Regions from separate parts of the Rattus norvegicus genome. Here region 2 is linked to region 1. Evidence: chromatin contacts called from public Hi-C data. All regions are on one chromosome and are shown on one strand. Each heading gives the region's core, a stretch centred on a gene start, on an enhancer-like site or on the middle of the called end of the contact. The rest is flanking DNA. Distances are from core to core; before and after follow the strand shown. Region 1 overlaps Syt2 (synaptotagmin 2). Region 2 overlaps Ppp1r12b (protein phosphatase 1, regulatory subunit 12B).

Region 1 (5,956 bases), core at 1,912-4,411:
GGCCATGACTCTTTCATTTTGAGCTGGAAACCAGCTCTCCTCCCTCCCCAACCTTGCTGGCCCTTGCCAGCAGCTCCCTGCCCCCTGCCCTGGCCCACTAAAAAAAGAAAGAAAAAGAAAAGAAATGCTCCCCACCCCCAGGTTGCTTTCAGCTCTTTTCTTTAATAAGGAGACGCAGCTCGTTACAAAATAACAATTTGACAAGAGATCAGACAACAGTGGAGCCCACATAAGGGAATGGAGGAAGCATTGCCAAGCAGAGTGGGGAGGGAAGGGGAGGGCTACACGTGTCCTCCTTAGGGAGACAGGGAGGGCTCCTGGTGGGCCAGTGTATTCCAGGGGGAGCAGGGCTCACCCAGCTTCTGCCCCAGCTTTGGAAGTTTCTGGGCCTATGGTTTTCAGAAAGCAAATCAAATCCTTAGATGAGCTGGACTTAGGGCAGGATGATCGGACTTCGAGATCGCTTCCCTGAACTCCCAGCTGCCGAGTAAAGCTGGGGGTGAAACTGAGATCCACACACAGCTCCTGCCACCTTGCATGACTCCGCTGCCACGGTTCCCAATTTCAGTTTCTGTGGAGGCTGGAAGTCTCCAGCCAACCCCACGTTGTTGCCCCTGGCCATGGCCAATACACTTGCCCAATTCTGCCTGAGGTCCCCTGGATTAGTACTACATGACTGGCTTCTGGGGAGTCCTCTGGGTGCCCAAGCTGCTCCAGCCCTGTCTACCCAAACAATCACTACATGCCATGCCTGCTCAGGCTGCCCTGGGAGCGGATGTGCTCCTCCATTGTGAGTGACCCCTTATCGCCACCACACTACCACCATGCTCTCGAGCACCCTGCTCTGTGGCACTGCTAGACAAAAGAGAGAGAGGGTAGGAAGTTTAACCACTGCAGTTTCAGGTTTTCCCCATGGGCCACTCCTCCACTGCTTTCTGTGGTCCTGACAGCTCAGGGAAAAGTAGGCAGGGCTGGCCTTGTTCATCCCAGGCTGCCACTGAGAACCTGACTATAGGCTGGGCTGCTGACTGCTTCTGAAAACCCTGGTTGCCTCCAGGCCTCTCAGAGGATATCCAAGCCACAGAGTCAAAACCACTGCCCTGCCTATACTCAGTAGAGTTCAACCATCAGACTGAGGCCACAAAAGCCAGCCAGGGGCATCTCCTGAGACCCCACCAGAAGCCCTGAAACACCAACTGTCCTCATGACACAGGGCTAAGGGAGCAAGAGAGGGTGACGGACAGGTGAGCCCTTCACAAGTGTTCTGTGGGGAGCCAGTTAGAGGGACAGGGGGGCTCCTGGAAGGAGTTTAGGGCACCCTCCAGTAGGAGGCCCTTTATGGCTTTTCAGTTTATTCAAGACAGTGGGAAGGAAGAATCACGTCACACACACGGAACACAGAAGCAACGGGACACCAGACGCCAGGCTAGACAGTGCACCGTGCCCCAAGGGTTAGCCCTGCAGACACGAGGCAGACCTGCCTTCAGGGCTAGTATCCTTCAGCATCTTCCCTGGGCAGGGCTGGCACCAGGGCCAGAACATTATCTCCCACTGTGGTCATTCCCTGCAGGGGAGGTGAGGACAAAGACTTTACACAACACAGAATCAAGGAGCAGCCAGTTCTGTAAAACGGGTGTGGGGTTGGGAGATCAAGGGGGCTCTCAGCATGGCCATGCGGCTATTTACAGAATTGTAGACATGCATCTTGATTAAACAAGATTCTGCTCGTGTGTTTATAGATAGCATCTTCTTTTATAATATATAACTAAATGAACATGGGGGTGGGGGGCATCCAATGAGGCTCAATGGCTTCAGAAGGTTCCTGTTTTGTTGTTACTTCAAAAATAAAGTATATTCCTATATCTTCAAGCCACAGTGTCCCCTTCTTGATATTGCAGTTCAAAAGACAGGCTAAATCAAAACGGTGGTCACCGGCCTCTGGCCCCTGGGACTGAAGAAAAGAGGGACGAAGTAGCCAGAGGGTGCGTTGCCAGACACAGTGCAGGATTAGCCAGTTAAACTTAAATTTCACATTAAACAGTGGGTCACTTTATAGTACAGTATGTCCCAAATATTGCATAGGACATCCTTATACTTCCAAAATTATTTGCTTATCTGAAATTCAAGTTTAGCCAAGTATCCTGTATTTGTATTTGCCAAATCTGGCAGCCATCGTGGGGCTGTAGGTCCCCTACTGCTACCCACTAGCTCTGAGAAAAGACCCCAGGCAGCCTGCAGAGAGGAACACACAGCAGCAGGCTGAGCACAGGATGGGGAAACTTTGATCTCTCCCTACCTTCAGGAAGACGGCTGCTATATAGGGTTAGGGTTAGGGTTAGGGTTAGGCAGGGGTCAGAGGCCTGGGATTCTCAAGAACTGACGTGACATTAAATGAACGAGGGAGTCCTTCCACTTTGCTAGCATCAGCCACCCTTAACGTCCAGCACAGAGGCGTGTTTCTAAAAGCTACCTTTATGAAGAGGCCTGTGGTAAAAAGCCTCCCACCTCCTTCACTGGGTCTTGGGCCAGCAAAATCACCACAGACCACTTCTACCAAAACAAAACAATGTTGGCTTCCTGGGAAGAAAGACAGGTCTCTGGCTGGGCCTCACCCTGCTCATTCCAAGCACTTGTTTGGCTGGGAGCTCCCTGGTCCCTGGGCCAGCCTGTGTTTCTAAGTCACCAAAACTGCCCCCAGGCACTGCAGAGGTTGCCTTGCTTCTGGGAGGATCATTCAAGGAGAACTGGTGCCCCCAGATCCTCAGTGGAGTTGAGTGGGTAGTCATGGTCATAAGTTCTCTTTAAAAACGAAAGCAAACAAACCCTCGAGTAAATACTTTCCTCTCTTTGGGATAAAAACTTTCATCCACAGAAGTATCCAGAATCCCTCGCCAGCCAGAAACATTGACTCTCTCTGCTCAGTGTTGATAACCCAGGACCCTGGCATCCCAAGAGAAGCCCGGTGGCAGTGAAGGTTTGGAATGCAGTGCTGAGGTCTGGGTCATATCAGCCCCCCCTAGTGCAGAAAACCTGAAGCCCCAACATGTTCCTGCCTAGCCTCTGGACCTGGACCGCTGCCATCTGCTTGGGTGGCTAGTCTGGGACCAGCCCCAAGCCTGAAGAGGAACCACTCCCAGCATCCACGCTGACTCCAAACTAGAGTTAAAAAGTCCTGGCAGGCTGCCCACAGTAATGAGCCCTAGCCTGTGTCAGCCCAGGGACATTCAAACCGCAGAGGCACCCACTATTCCTTCTCTCTTTCCTTCCCTCTGTCAGTCCTTCCCTCTGTCAGCAGGACAGTAGGACTGTAGAAGGAAGGGCTAGATGAGGTTTATAGGAGAGAAGCCAGGGAGTTAAGTATGACTGGGGAAAGCTGGAAGAAGGGTAAGATTGACGGGAGTTTCTGTGAATGGAGTTTATGGAATGTGAGAGAAGAGCCAGTGTGGGGAGGGGCCGGGAAAGCACCAGAATTCTACAGAAAGGAATCCAGTGACATCAGATGTCCATGCCAGGACCCTGGTACTCTCCAACCACCTGAACTCTGAGTGTACCTGATAGCCTAACGATGTTCTACCATTAGCAGAATGAACCCTGGTCCCAAGGACTACAGCCCATAATCCTATCAGAGTCCTCCCTTCTCCATGTGTACCATAAACACAGAGAGTGTATAAAATACACAACTTCCCATGTACCAAGGGCCAATAGCAGAAGGGTCTCTAAAAGAGAGGCAGGTCGAACCTACTTCACAGTCTGTTTCTGGTGGAAGTGTTACCTCACTCCCTACTTAAACCAAAACAAACAAACAAACAAACCAAAAAAGCAAAGCAAACCCACATATCCCCCATTTTCACTAAAATTAAGACACTACACCTCCTCCATGCTGGGTTCTCATAGCCAAACTCTACAACACCATTCATCTCTGAGACCCACAAGAAGCAGAAGGACCCAGGTGGGGCAGAGCAGAAGTCCTGCCACATTTGCTGTTGAATCGAGTGCCCCACATCCTCCCCCCCCCCCGCCCCGTCCCCCACCGACTTCCGGAAAGCTGTATACTTCCGGTGGTAGGAGAACAAAGGCCTGAGAGATTGGAGAACAAATGTAAGACCAAGGGAAAGGAGCAGCCTCAGGTTACAAGGAGCCTACGCCCCTTGCCCAGGCAGAAGGTTGGGAAGGATACTTAGTCCAAGCCTGACTAACATATATATGGCTTTTTTATCAATGCTGGGGACAACTAGGGAACAGGAAGGAAACACAAACTGAACATAGGGTGCAAACCTTAGCACATTTTCTCCACCACCCATCTGAAATGAATGCGCTGTGTTTCCTGGCATTCTGAGAAAACTGTCTAAGGAAGGGAAGGACGGGGCCTCTCCTAAGGTCTGCCTGGGCTACTCCGGCTACCATCACTGAGGGTCAAAGGGTCCAGAGGGTCAGGAATAGGAGTTGTGAGGAGCTCTGCAATGTCTAGCTTGTCACTGTCCACCAACGCTCCCCTTCTTGACACCTCCTCCTTACCTGGACCTCAAGGGAACTAAACACCCAAGCGTCCCTCTAATAGGTCTCTGGCTCTGTGCAAAGCACTTATCGTCAGATGGTATTTTTCCACTTACACAAAAAGGGAAACAGAGGCAAAAGCAGATGGTGCGTGAATGCAAATGAACGCACTGCTTGTACTCTGCAGAGGGGGGAAGCATCTGCCTCCCACTGGACGAGGCAAAGATCCAGAGCTGAGTAATGGGACTTCTGTTTCTTCAAAGTTTGATGTCGTCAACAAGAATGACATCCTGGAGCTGGCGGTCCCTGGCTGAATCCGACCAGTCGAGTAAATAGTTTATTTTCATGAATGATCCCAAAGCCCCACTCCTGGGGAAGCCATGACTGACAAGAGGGAGTCTGGGATGGCATCAAGCCTTTGGTCCTAGTTCGGAACACATCCAGTATCACATCTTGCGTCTTCCAAATGGCCTTTCGCAAGGACTATGAGAGCTTCTGGCCTCTGACCACTTAAGCAGTGGGCTCTCCTCACCTCGGAGTACCTGAAGACTTTCCTCTCTCACACGGCATCATTGTCCATGACTCATTCCAGAAACGAAGAGATATTCCAAACAGAGGCAAGGTGGGGATGGATGGGCACACGTGTACACACACACACACACACACACAGTCGAGACACAGAATGTGCTTGCCACTTTGTTGGTCCAAAACCCAGGAAAAGCAGGAAGTGCTTCCACTCTGACAGTAGAGGGCCCCACTTGGGGTGAGGGGAAACCGTGATAGGGCATGCAACAAGGACAGCTCCTGGGACAATAACAGAGCCAGGCTTCTCTTTCACGTCTTAGGGGACTCTTCACATAGCCACCAAAAGGAAGTTGGTTTTTAAAAAGACAAAAAAAGAAAAAGGAAAGGAAAACAGGACACACCGCAAACAAATGAAGAAACCTCTAAGGTCGCATAACTGAGGTATTGATAGCTCTGGAGCTCGTCAGTGTCCTCTGGGGCGTGGCCCCAGCCGCCGCTGCCTACTTGTTCTTGCCCAGAAGAGCATCCACTTCTTCCTCAGGCTTCAGAGAGTGCCACTGGGCGATGGGCCTCCGAGGGTTCGCCAGCATGTCGGACCAGTGCCGCAGCTCCGTGCCTGTAGCGTTGCTGCCTACGAAGATCTTTCCAATGGCTTCATTCTTGCCCAGTTTGTCATAGTCTAGCACGGTGACGACCACCTGGACTTTCTGCAAGGCAAGCAAAGGAAGGAAGGACTTCAGAGGAGAAGTGGAAGCCCGTGGCATGCCCTCTGTCACTCCGCATGCAAATGATAAGGAGGGAAGTGCCTCCAGGTTTCTGACTTTCAGCCCAATGCCATTAAATGTCAGTGTAGAAGACACAACTTTTTTTTTTTAAGTAACCTATATTTCTGCCAGCAGGCGCACTTGAACATACACAACGCTCTAGGCACTGTAAG
Region 2 (5,861 bases), core at 860-3,359, 150 kb before region 1:
AAGTCTACATTGCCTTAAAAGTAGACTAGCATTGGCTTCAGATCACTTTCTAATCTCAGGGTTGCTCTATGTGGCTTCTGGTAAGAATATACAAGTGTATATATATATATATATATGGAAATGAGCTTTAGGAGTTCACTTTTCTACAGCATATCTTACCTGAAACAAAGACTTTGATAGTATTCTTGTGGTGTAATGAGTGGAAAAGAAAAGTGCCAAGAGCATCTAGGAATTCTAATGGGAGCTCTGCCACGGTGTGTTTGGGCCATATGCAAAGCATCCTGTGTATAGTTCCTCATATGGCAAGTGAGGTTTATAGTTACTCCACCAGAGTGTTGGGGAACTAAGATCATATAAAATATTAGAGGACTTTGGCACTTGTAACTTCATGCAAATCTTATAAAGTAAAAATAGTGTATCCTCTGGCTTTTCCGTTCTGTTGTAAAGTGTTAGGTGTGTGCTCTTCATGAATGTGCACCACACAGTGTTGAGCCTGGCTTATTTAGCCTTGGCAATTTGGTGACACAAATGGCATTGCCTTAGATTTGATGAATTACCAGCTTGAAGGGGAAACTGTTATTTGTGGTAATATTTGTGTGTTATTAACCTAATGAAACATCTTGTCAGACATGGGTGGAGCTTTAATACGGTGCTGTCTGGTGTCTGACCCCTGCAGGAGTTGATCTGGAGCAGTCGAGGAAGGAGGAAGAACAGCAGATGTTGCAGGATGCCCGCCAGTGGCTCAACAGTGGGAAGATAGAAGACGTGAGGCAGGCTCGCTCTGGGGCCACAGCTCTGCATGTAGCTGCTGCCAAGGGTTACTCCGAAGTCCTCAGGTAAGGAACTGCGTACGCTGGAAGACGGTGACATGAGTTTTAGAAGTAGAAATCTTTAACCATGGTGTATTTTCTTGTTGTCGGATTCTTCTCGCCCTGTAAAACTTCCTTATATTTTGCTGGTGTTCCTCCATAGGTGGTCTTCCTTCCTGTCTTACTGTTGGTCGCTCTTCCTGTATGTATGCATGATGTTAGTTAGACTTGAAGCACAGCGACACAGAAACATGTCTTTCAGCTCTGTGATTTGCCATTGGTTCTCCTGAAACCTTCTCTGTGACTGTACAGACCTTGACCTTTCTGGTTCTAAGATTTAGACCATTTCTGGGCTCATTAGGTCAATTATAGATCTTGAGTATACAAGATCCAACTTTACTAAGAGAATTATAGAGTAGTACATGCCTGTGTACATGCAGGCATGCACGTGTGTGTGCGTGCATGTATGTAGGTAGATGGCTCATCCCTGGGTAAAAACATCTGCAGCTAAATCTGATGAGGTAAATTCAATTTCCTACATGCTAGAGAGACAGATTCCTCCAAGTTGTCCTCCTACCTCTACTTGTGCACTGTGGCATGTATGTACCCCCCCAACGTGCACACATGTGCACACACTCAAACATGCGCATATATACATATGCATATGCATGCATGTGCACACACGGCCGAGCACACACATGCAAACATGTGCATGCGCGCGCGCGCACACACACATACACACAGACACACACACACTAAAGAAATCACTTTAAAATGTAATTTAAAAAAGCAAGAGAATTAGACTCTACTATTTTCCCTGTTTTACTTTTCTTATATTCATGCCTTATCCGACTCTTGGTGTTTAGTTTTGACAAGATTTCCAGAATACATGTTTGTGTTAGGTTGATAGAAACTAACCAGCACAGTGTAACATGGGCATGTGTAGGGAATGCCATATGCATAACCTTACAGTTCAGTGAAGATCATAAGCAATGCCCGAAGTGAGTAATATGCATTGTAGCCTGTCCCTTAGAAGGCAGAAGAAATCACAGGGTGTCTGGAGGTTAGCCTGCATCTGAAATATTAGTGGAGCGATAGCCCGTTTGGTAGAAACGTATACAGTCAGGCCATAGATGTACTTTTGGGCTTTCTTCTAGACTTCTCATTCAGGCTGGCTATGAACTCAATGTTCAGGATCATGATGGCTGGACTCCTCTTCATGCTGCTGCACACTGGGGAGTGAAAGAGGCTTGTTCCATCCTGGCAGAAGCCCTCTGTGACATGGATATCCGGAACAAACTGGTTAGTGAGCCTGAGCCTCTAAAAGGGCAATGACATCAGGTGGCTGGGTGCCTAGCACAGGCTTGATGTCCTGGTCAGTGGCCAGGACCTCGCTGGGGCTGCGGTGTCCTCTACTCCCGCTCCTCTGCTCGTCTCCATGGAAGTACAGTTAATACTGAAGCAGAATAAACCCCACCAACCCCCCTCTGCATCTACTGTGTTACAGCCCCTAAGAAACAGCAAACGACTAAAGATATTTGCTCTTGACGACAAATAAACTTTGAGAGGCCCAAGGTCCCTGTCTGTGGTGAAGTACGAAAGATTTTACTATGTTTCAATTCTGAGTCTTTTAACTGCTGAGTTCTCAGCACACGGACTCCTTTAAGAACAATTTGTAGTGGCAACGATTGTCCCATTTTGACTAAAAGTGGTCCTATTAGCCTCACTTCAAACAACTTAGAACCCTGAGACTCTTACCCCTGTGTCTCAAAGGAATCCAGGCACACGGTCCCGTCTTTCTCCCACAACTCCTGACTCCTAGTCTCGCTCTTAGATTATACAGAGTGTGCAATTGTTCCCGTGTTCCTAAAAGAAGTAACTTGCCTGGCTCCCTCCTCCTCCTTAAAGGGAGAGCATCCCTGTTAGTCTTCAGTGTGGGTGTGACCCATGAGCATTCACTGAATTCATCATCACAGTAATACTTTACAAGAGGTATGAATAGGGATTCCCCCAGACTGTTCGTCCAGCATTACAACTGGTGTAGTGATTTCTGCATCGTTTTACGCCACAGAACTCTGTGTTCGAAGGGTTTGCTGTTTCAGATTAGGGAGGCGGCTATAGGTTGGGCATCTCCAACCCAAGTCTGAAATCTGAAATATTCATTCATAATCACAGACTTTAGGAATACTGATATGAATACCAAGTAGAAAACTCCAGACCACGAAAGCACAAAGTTACTTAAACTATTATAAAAATCATCATTGGGCTATATTTGTACAATATATGTGAGACAAATACATTTTATGTTTATACTTAAGCCTTAGTCTCAAGATGTGTGCGCATGCGTGCGTGCGTGCATGTATTCTAAAGTCGAAGCACTTCTGGTCCTAAGCATTTCAGACAAAGGAGATTCAGCTTATAGTATAGGTAATAAAAGTCAGTAAGTAGGGGTTGGGGATTTAGCTCAGTGGTAGAACGCTTGCCTAGCAAGCGCAAGGCCCTGGGTTCGGTCCCCAGCTCCGAAAAAAAGAAAAGGAAAAAAAAAAAAAAGTCAGTAAGTAAATAGAGAATAGACCCTGAAACAGTCACATGACTTCTGCTTCTGTTTCTCTCTGCCATGGTGCCCTGTGTTCTGCTAGGGCCAGACGCCATTCGATGTGGCCGATGAAGGCCTTGTGGAACACTTGGAGATGCTTCAGAAGAAGCAAGATGTGGTGAGTTTGGTCGATGCTTCTACAGCTTTTCTAGCAGTTAGCAGTTACTCTGTGTGTCTCAGTCCCGTGGTTCAGTGTCATTTGCTCAGCGTTGAACTGGATATAGCTATACTTTACAGATGTTGTTCCCATCAGAAACTGTCAACAGTATGTTTGAGAACCATGCTGTAAAAGGCTACATACAATAGCCTTCAGGCAGCTACGGTCCACTGCAGAGAGGAATGTATTTCTTTCTTTCCTTCTTTTTTTTTTTTCTTTTCCTCAAGTCAGGATTTCTCTGTTTAATAGTCATGGCTGTCCTGGAACTTGCGCTGTAGACCAAGCTGGCCTTGAACTCAGAAGTCCACCTGCCTCTGCCTCCTGAGTGCTGGGATTAAAGATGTGTACCACCACCACCCCACTGTATTTCTTTCTTTTTTTTTTTTTTTTTTTTTTTTGTTTCGGAGCTGGGGACCGAACCCAGGGCCTTGCGCTCACTAGGCAAGCGCTCTACCGCTGAGCTAAATCCCCAACCCCCTGTATTTCTTTCTTAATGAGGTAATACTGCAAAGTTGTCACAAGGTGTTGGACAGTACTTGGTTAGTAGTGATTCACACTTACTTTATCTGGAGAAAACATCCAGAATTTAGTTCTCTTCTCTTTCCTGCTTACTTCAAAACCTTTATTGATTGTTTCTGCCTTTCTCCTGGTGCTCTGCAGAAGGGCTGCATGTGTGATCAGAAAGCCACCAGGACACAGGGAAGCGTGGCCCACTCCCATTTTCTGCCAGTGAGGAATTGGACAGAGGAATAAAATTAGTATGGACAGAAAGCACTGGTTTTCGTTTTCCCCCGTTTGCATGTAGTGTAGGGCGAGGGAGCTTAAGTTTAGGACCAATCAATGTAGGAAATAGAGTGGGTTTCGATTCAGAACTATTTGACTTAGTTGTGAAACACTGGTGTCTCTGACGTGAGGGGTGTTTGGATCATTGTTGTTACTTTAGGCTCAGTTAGAAAGCTACATACATGAACTTCAGACAAACAACGAACAGTTCATGTTTTCTCTGCTGAGTATTCAGGATCACTTGTGTGGGAGTGCAATCCAAAGGCAGTGTTAACACCAATGATAGCAGCATCGGCCTTCCTTAGACTAGTGCTCCACTTTGCATAGTTAAGTTTTTGTGTTTCTGTAAAATCTTATCATCTGAAGTCATTTTTAGACTCACATAAAAATTGCAGACAAACATGCCCTTTAACTAACATAATTGGGTTTTAGACATAAATGATGTCTCCTTCAACCATTTGATTTCATTCCTTAGCCCAGGCTAGTCTGAACTTACAGTCTTTCTGCCTGAGCCTTCCTAGTAACCAGTATGATGGCCTACACACCCAGACTCAGCTTCCCCACAAAACCTTGCTATTCTAAAGGAGCCAGTGTTTTTCTTTGTCTTCTACATAACCTTACCATATGTTACATGTAGTTTTATGCTACCACCTTTTACTCTGGGATAGGTTGCCCTACTAGCTCCCTCCTGGCTTCCCTTTTACTCTACCTGCCTTTAGCTCACCACTCTACCAGTCCTCTCCCAGCTTCCCTGAATCCTCGGATAAAATACACACACACAATTTGTTACTTTATAACTTGCCTTCTAGGCACAGTTGCTGGGTGTTACTGGAAAAGCATATCCTTACCAGGTTTTTATCTCTGTCTTTTCACTTACTTTAAATTTCAGTGGCTTGTCCCACCTAGCCCTTGCCAAACATCCTTGGCCACCCCCCTGTAGCTAAGACCACACATGGTTGCTATGTTCTTCTTCCTCTAAATCATAGCAGAAAGACCTCTCTCTCCTTCCTTTTGTCTACTTTTTCTTCTGGGACCTGGACGTTCCACCTGTATCTTCCACTCAGCAATTGGCCCCCGGCTTTCTTTACTGACAAATCAAGAGCCAATTGGGGGATAAGACATTAGCATCAGAGCATCCCCCTTCAGATATAAATATATTTTGTCTCGAGTACACATCTAAGTACCAGACCATTTTCCCCTCAGGGCTTATTTCCATATAGCGTCTGTGATTTCTTTAGAATTATTGCTAACTTATTTTGCTGTATGAATCATAAAGCATTCTTCCCAGCTTGCTTTTGGCTCTTAACCCTTATAAGCTAGGCTTTTCTTTTCTTTCTTTCTTTTTTTTTTTTTTTTTTTTGGTATTAAGGTTTGGTTTGGGTTTTGAAGGAATAATTTTCTTGAATCTCCAGCAGCATAGTTTCCTTTTCTATTTTGATAAGAATTTTCTTCTGTTACTTTCTCCTGGGGACAAAGTAGTATGCAGATTGATGATGTGTTTGTCTTTTTTTTGTTA

Evidence for each region. A called contact is a pair of places that touch in the nucleus more often than the background predicts.
Region 2: a contact with region 1 is called in a Hi-C map of psoas muscle, with 2.0 times the contacts expected there. The contact joins two enhancer-like sites. A contact is called at or near these places in 2 of 12 Hi-C or Micro-C datasets (Schwann cells and psoas muscle).

Annotation. Positions count from the first base shown.
Region 1 is chr13:48,744,001-48,749,956 of GRCr8, reverse strand. Syt2 (synaptotagmin 2) reads right to left here. Exons shown (of 8, transcript NM_012665.2): 8 at 4,259-5,726. The coding sequence ends at 5,520. Among named protein-coding and RNA genes, the nearest start is that of Syt2, 9.9 kb to the right of the region's middle. Within about 2 kb of position 3,161, at least 23 of the 93 cell types and tissues checked have an H3K27ac peak or open chromatin away from gene starts, as enhancers often do.
Region 2 is chr13:48,888,624-48,894,484 of GRCr8, reverse strand. Ppp1r12b (protein phosphatase 1, regulatory subunit 12B) reads left to right here. Exons shown (of 25, transcript NM_001107178.4): 4 at 677-836; 5 at 1,967-2,111; 6 at 3,449-3,523. Among named protein-coding and RNA genes, the nearest start is that of Ppp1r12b, 57 kb to the left of the region's middle. Within about 2 kb of position 2,109, at least 14 of the 93 cell types and tissues checked have an H3K27ac peak or open chromatin away from gene starts, as enhancers often do.